Regions from separate parts of the Mus musculus genome. Here region 2 is linked to region 1. A link is a contact called in public Micro-C data. All regions are on one chromosome and are shown on one strand. Each heading gives the region's core, a stretch centred on a gene start, on an enhancer-like site or on the middle of the called end of the contact. The rest is flanking DNA. Distances are from core to core; before and after follow the strand shown. Region 1 holds the start of Gpc6 (glypican 6). Region 2 holds the start of Rap2a (RAS related protein 2a).

Region 1 (3,203 bases), core at 475-2,974:
AACAGCTACTGACTTATAGGAGTATGGAGTGCTCGTCAAATATAAGAGGATTAGCCAAACTTCAGGTAATCATCATGACCCACCTCACTCAATGGCCTTTTTGATGCATATGTGTTTGCCAGTGTACACAACCTTTGGTGTGTGCTCAGAATTGCTATCTACCTTCTTGAAAGTGTGTGTGTGTGCGTGTGTGTGTGTGTGTGTGTGTGTGTGTGTGTGTGTGTGTGTGTGTATGTGTTTCCAGAGGCCAGAGGGGTCAGATATCTCTGGAACTGGAATTACAGGAGTTTGTTTGTGAGCCATATTGTTGGGGAGCTGAGAATCAAACTCTTGTCCTCTCAAGAACAACATGTGATCTTAACTGCTGAGCCATCTATCCCTTCAGCCCCCTGACTACCTCCTTGGAGACTGACTGCAAATGGCTTAAAGCTCCTCAACTAGACTAGACTTCTTTCTGTTCCCTGAGCGCTAGCATTTTGTATGAACTTTTGAAGATGCGACAAGCAAGCACTCTATCACTCTATAAGGAGGATGACGGGCTAAAGAGGAGTTCTTGGAAAAGAAGATGTGCTGAACAATTCCGACAGTAACGAAGGTGCCTAGGATAGAGGCAAATGCAAGGATTTAGGCTCCAGGAGTCGCTCTGGTCACCAGTCATCAGGAAACCAGCATCCTGCAGATTTATACTTCAGTACTACAGAACTAGGCCTGACCCTGTACTGACTTCTCAGGAACTGGGAGACCAGTGTCCACAAGGCCTCACTACTGGATAGCATTTCTTTTCTTCTTTTTCTGATTGGTTAGTTTCAGGAGCTGTGGGTTTCAGGGCAGACTTAAGTATATTTGATCTCTGTGCTCATTAGCGTGAAGAAAGGCTCAGGAAGTTGGTTAAACCCGAATTTTCACTTGCATCCCATTTCACAGACTTCTGAGAACTTGGGAGAAAATGTTAAGGTTATAGTGTTTGAGAGAATCTGATGAGAGAAGATTACAACACCTTGTCCCTCCTGGGGTCCTGTTTCTTGCATGGCCAGCAGCCATTGTTTTATCTTCACATGCCCTAAGCCTAGTGATTTAAGAATCCAGTGTTTTGTAGGTGGAACCTCTCTCTCTCTCTCTCTCTCTCTCTCTCTCTCTCTCTCTCTCTCTCTCTCCTTCCCTCTTTGTGTGTATGTGTGTGTGTGTGTGTGTGTGTGAGAGAGAGAGAGAGAGAGAGAGAGAGAGAGCCGACAGGAGAGGAGTAAAGACCTATGGCCCTCTATCTGTTCTTAGGAAAAAACAAAACAAAACAAAACATTAAGATGAGCCGAAAGCAGCTACCACCTAGAGAGGTGGCTTTGGCCCCGTTCCTAGGTTTCTTTTCTGCTCATTTCTTCCCTGGCTTTGTGTTAGGTACACTGGGGCAAGAGCAACAATTGGAAATGCAATATTCTTTATCTCCAGAAAAATATAGCGTGATAACATTTACTCTCCTCAAACACTTTGTCTTTTTTGGTGGTTTGTTTATATCAGGAAAGGGAACATCTCGGAAGTGTGTGGAGGCCATAAAGTGATTGAGAAAATAGGGACCTTTTGCTGGTAATCTTTCCCCTCCTGCCTAGTGGCTCGCGATCCATTCCAGGTTTTGCGGCCGACTCTGCCTCTGAATTTCGGCTGTGCACTGGGTAGCACGTTTCTCCCTCTCTCCCTCCCCTCCTTTCTCCTTCCCTCTTGCCTCCTGTGTCAGTCTCCAGGATTTTCTCTCTTCCCATTTCAAGAAGACTCTCACTGGCTCCCTCAGTCTATGTGAAGCTGAGGTTTCCCCTCGATCCCGTACATCTCCATCACATACCTCCACGCACACACCTCCCCGAGAGCCCCGCGTTCACACCCACAAACACGCGCGCTCACACTCGCGCCGGCCTGTCCATCTCCCTCGGGGTGGGGGGAGCCGGCGCGCGGTCCCACCTTCGTCGCGCACACTGGATAGGCGAGCTCGCAGCGCTCCACGACTCTGCGGCTCGGAACTCGGACCGCAGGGCTGAACACCCCTACTGTGGTGTTTAAAAAAAAAAAAAGACATTTCTTTGCCTTTTCCTCTTTTCTCCTCTTTCTCCAACGATTTTCTACCGGAGTGGCTAGCGGAGCCGGCAGCCTTCCCAAGGCAGCCCTGGTTGGCTTGCCATCCTCCATCTGGCTTATAAAAGTTTGCTGAGTGCAGTCCAGAGGTCTGCGCGGCTCGTCCCCTCGGCTGGCGGAAGGGGGTGACGCTGGGCAGCGGCTAAGGAGCGCGCCGCAGGCTCTGGCGGGCTTTCGGCTCGAGGGGCAAGGTGAAGAGCGCACAGGGAGCTGGGGGCTGCCGAGGTGGACTTGCATGTTGCACCATGCCTTCTTGGATCCGGGCTGTGATTCTTCCTCTCTCCGGGCTGCTGCTGACCCTCCCGGCCGCGGCGGACGTGAAGGCTCGGAGCTGCAGCGAGGTCCGTCAGGCTTACGGTGCCAAGGGATTCAGCCTGGCGGACATCCCCTACCAGGAGATCGCAGGTAAGCGTGGGCCCCGGGCCCGCTGCAGCCCCGAGAGGCGGCGGGGCGCCCTCTCCCTACCCCCTGTTGCTCAGTTGGTGCTCACTTTCTGCGGGTACCTCCCAGGGACCCCGCGTCCCTGCATCCAGGCGGCGGAGGCTGATCCCGTTTTTCGGGCGGGAGGAAGGTGTGCGTGCCCGCCGCCTCATTGTGTGCACACGCGGGAGCACCCTCGTCCCTCGCCCCTCTCTCCCTGCATTTGCTCCCGCGCCCTGCTACCTCCGTGGCTGGCCTAGAGCCTGGCCCGGCCGCTGGAGCAAAGGACGGTGGAGTGAGGACGGCTAGCGGAGGCAGAAAGCGGAGCCGGGCGCCCATAGCATCCCCCTCGCTGGGGCAAACTTGGGAGAACTGCGGCCGCAGTTTGCTCAGCGCCACCGTCTGAGTGGCGCCTTCTCCACTCCCGCCTTCGCGCCGGCGGGGGCGGTGGAGAGACGCGGAGATTCCCCTACTCAAGCTCTCTGCTCTCCAGGTCCTTTCCAGGGACTGGGCGCCCGGCTCCTGGGCTGGGGACGGGCCACTAAGGGGACCCATTGCTCGGGTCTCTAGGATCTGCACGTTGGAGTCCCGAGGCAGTTGGAGGAGGTGTCTTAGTACTCTGTCTGCTTCAGATTTGGGGCGGACTTTCCCATTAGGGTGCCCCA
Region 2 (3,601 bases), core at 14-2,513, 3.6 Mb after region 1:
CACAGCAACTGCTGCCAGATGGATGTCTCCTGAGGGACCGGAAAATTTCTCACCCTGAAGACAAAAGTCCCAGTTTTCTCGATTCAGCCCACGATCCAGCCCGCATCCTCTGCCACCACTTCCATGCCCATCTCCAGGCAGAATGCCACGGAGGCGACGTTAGAACAGAACTCATCCCTCTTGTCTGCCAACGCAACCCGCTCCGGTGCCAGAACACCAGGGGGTCGGGCGCTCGAACCCTGCCCCTCCCAGTTCCCCAGCAGCCCTGCACTGTCTCCACAGTGCAGGTTTGATTGGCTCCGCCCAGCCCTCTGTCACTCCTCAGTTGGCCTACGATTGGGTACCAGGCCGTGCGCAAGCGCAAACTCTCAGCCCCTCCAGGCCCCGGAGGGGAGTTGGCTCAGTCTATCACTGGGTCTTACACCAATTGGTTAGCAAGATGAGACGCCTTTTCATTGGTCAAGAGTGGTAGTCTAGAGTCCGGACTCACAATCTGATTGGCTACAGTGAATCCGAGCTTCCGCGCAGACACCCCCGCAGGCTGTTGCTGAGATGTTCTGGGGTCTCCCGACAGTGGGGGGCGGATCCGAGCTCCAGGTTTTCCAGGCGCCCAAGGCTGTCTACCAGCCCGGGGGGAGGAGCTCGGCTTACGTCAAACTCGACAAGGGCGGGGCTAGAGGGCGGGCCGGTGACGTCATCGGGCGCGGACCGGGTTTGCGTGTAGCCTGGGCGCCACGGACTAGCCGAGCTTCGATTTGCTTGTGTAACTCATGGCGGCGGCCCTTAAGGCTCACGTCGTTACGTATAACGGGATCAAGCCAAAGCTCTCCGAAGGCTGACAGGCTGAGTCATGTATGTCAGCCATAGGCCGGCCCGTCCTGAGGTCCCCAAGCACGGTGCGCACGGCTTCCTAAGCCCACGGTCCCTCCACCGTCACCTCCCGCAAACCCCCGAGCGTGGGCGTCTGACGTTGCCTGCCTTCGGGCGGAGGAGAGCGCGCAGACGCAGTACGGAGGCCGGTCAGGCTGGGTGTTGCCGGGTGTCGCGGAAGCCGGTCTTCTCTGGAGCGCGCGGACGGTCGCTAGGCGACGGCGCGAGGGGCGGGCTTTCTTATAGACCCCTCCCACCCGGCTGGCTCCGCCCCGGGCAGCGCTGCGGCTGGGCTCGGGCGCGCGCTCCAGCGCTGGGGAAGCGGCGGCGGCGGCGGCAGCAGCGGCGGCGGGAGCTGGGCGTGGAGGCGCGAGGGGCGGGGCGGGCGGCATTGCGGGCCCGCGGTTCGGGCGGCTCCGGCTCGAGGTCGAGCTCTGTTGCTGCTCTCGCCCTCGGGGCTGCATCGTCCTCCCGCTTGGCCCGCTCACAGGGCCGCGCACGACTCGTTCAGCTGCAGCCCCGCTGCCGGCGCCCGGGGCGCTGCCGCGGCCGTGAGCCGACGAGTCCGTAAGGGCGGCGGGGCCGCGGGGTCGGGGCGCGGCGCGCGGGCGCAGGTCTATGTCGCGGGCGGCGGCGGCGGCGGCGGCCGCGCAGGGACGATGCGCGAGTACAAAGTGGTGGTGCTGGGCTCGGGCGGGGTAGGCAAATCCGCCCTGACCGTGCAGTTCGTGACCGGCACCTTCATTGAGAAATACGACCCCACCATCGAGGACTTCTACCGCAAGGAGATCGAGGTGGACTCCTCGCCTTCGGTGCTGGAGATCCTGGACACCGCGGGCACCGAGCAGTTCGCGTCCATGCGGGACCTGTACATCAAGAACGGCCAGGGCTTCATCCTGGTCTACAGCTTGGTCAACCAGCAGAGCTTCCAAGACATCAAGCCCATGCGGGACCAGATCATCCGCGTGAAGCGGTGAGCAGAGCGGGGCACACGGGGCTCGGTGGCTGCGGCGATCCCGGTCCTTGGCTTGCCCGGGCTACACCACCTCCTCCAGGGGCTCAGATTTGTGGGCTTTGTTTCACAAGTGAAATTGGGCATCCTGTTAACCCTCAGCCCAGCCCTTTGTCTCTAGGACGTTGGTAGCGCTTCTTCGGGACCCTAGAAAGAACAAAGTTTCAAACTTGCAAGGAAAGAAGGGATGAGTAGGTGGGCGCTAGGGAAAGGGGAGCTGTCTTAGTGTAGGCACGCCTGTGAAGAGTGAGCGCGCGCTTAAATGCACCCGTAAGAGGTTTGACAGCCGAAATTTGTACATACATATCTTGTGACAGTGTCAATACTAAGTTAGGGGGGACCTTTCTCGTTGCGGAAAAGATTAAATGTTGCCAGGAGGTTGGCAGAAATGGATTAGTGCAAAACTTTAAAGACACATTGGCAAATAATTTGAAGACCACACAACATTCAGTTGGCTTGGCATATAGAAGCACACTTGTGACATTTACGCGGAGAGCGTGCAGATTCAGTTCTCTTTCTCTCTTAAAAGCTAGCCTCCTCATCCCCCCCCCGCACCCCCCCCCCGAAAAAAAAAAGAACAGGGAAGGAGGCTATTCTTGGAAAACAAACAGAAGTTTAGTCTGAGTTCTGGCTTGTGTATCAGCTAATTTAAAGTTAATGCAAAAAAAAAAAAAAAAAGAAGAAGAAGAAGAAGAAGAAGAAGAAGCAAACAAGCTTTTTCCTGATATAAAGTGTTCAAAGGATGTATTTTTGCATGTGGCTGGTGACCTGAATGCTTTTAGTGTTTGTTCTCTCTTAAGTTGATGCTATGCATTTTCCCCTTAACCTTTTAAATACTGAAAGTCTAACATGTTACTACAGAGTTCTGGCATCATTTTCTAGTTCTTCTTTACTGATAACGCTCCTCTCTGGTCCTTATTAACTAATACTACTGACAGTCTTCCAGGATTATTTTACCTGTAGCTACATTTGAAGTCACCATTGAAGGTTTAGGTAGAAACAATCACACTTATCCATCATTTGGGGTTTATACACTTCAGAGCTCAGAGCAAGTTATTTGTATTCAGGGAGTACTTAAAAATTCCTTCCAAGTGGTGTTTTTTTTTTTTTTTTTTTTTTTTTTTAGTGGTGGGTTTTTAACCCTGTACAGAGGTCAAAGGAAATGCCCTCTCCTCAGTGCCTGCTCCAGCCAGACTAGAAATTTCTGTATTCCCGCATTAAATTCCAAATCACAAAGCAGTGGCTATGATTATGATCTTTTCCCAAAGTTGGTGACACTGGTAGCCTTAACTTCTCTAGTGTTATTTTTTAGAAATGTGTTTCCTTGTGTGGTACACACGTGTGGGTGTGTTAATACGTTTGTCTCGAAGTTGTTTACAGATCATGATGTAAGTGCTGCAGTTGTCCCACCTTCACACCCAGTGCATGCCCACACGTCTGTGCTAAGATCCCCAATGGCATGGGCCACATCATGTCGGAGTTTCTGTTGGCTTCGTGTAGCTCACGTTTCTCAGTTATAATGATGGGCCAGTTTATTTACTAGAGCAGTCCGTTGGCATCTCAACCCAGGACAACAGACTGAGATTGGGATTCTATTCACCCAGGGTCACTAGTTGCAGCTCTTGATGTAAGAAGAGCAGTGATGAGCTGAGTTGAGTTGAGCAACTTCCTGTGGGGTAAATGTTGTGTCATTAGAGCCTCTCTGGACCCACTTTCTTT

The links. A called contact is a pair of places that touch in the nucleus more often than the background predicts.
Region 2: a contact with region 1 is called in a Micro-C map of embryonic stem cells, with 11 times the contacts expected there. The contact joins the promoter of Rap2a here to the promoter of Gpc6 in region 1. A contact is called at or near these places in 2 of 484 Hi-C or Micro-C datasets (embryonic stem cells and uterus).

The regions. Positions count from the first base shown.
Region 1 is chr14:116,923,573-116,926,775 of GRCm38.p6, forward strand. Gpc6 (glypican 6) reads left to right here and starts at 1,725. Exons shown (of 9, transcript NM_011821.3): 1 at 1,725-2,523. The coding sequence starts at 2,364.
Region 2 is chr14:120,477,198-120,480,798 of GRCm38.p6, forward strand. Rap2a (RAS related protein 2a) reads left to right here and starts at 1,264. Exons shown (of 2, transcript NM_029519.3): 1 at 1,264-1,843. The coding sequence starts at 1,530.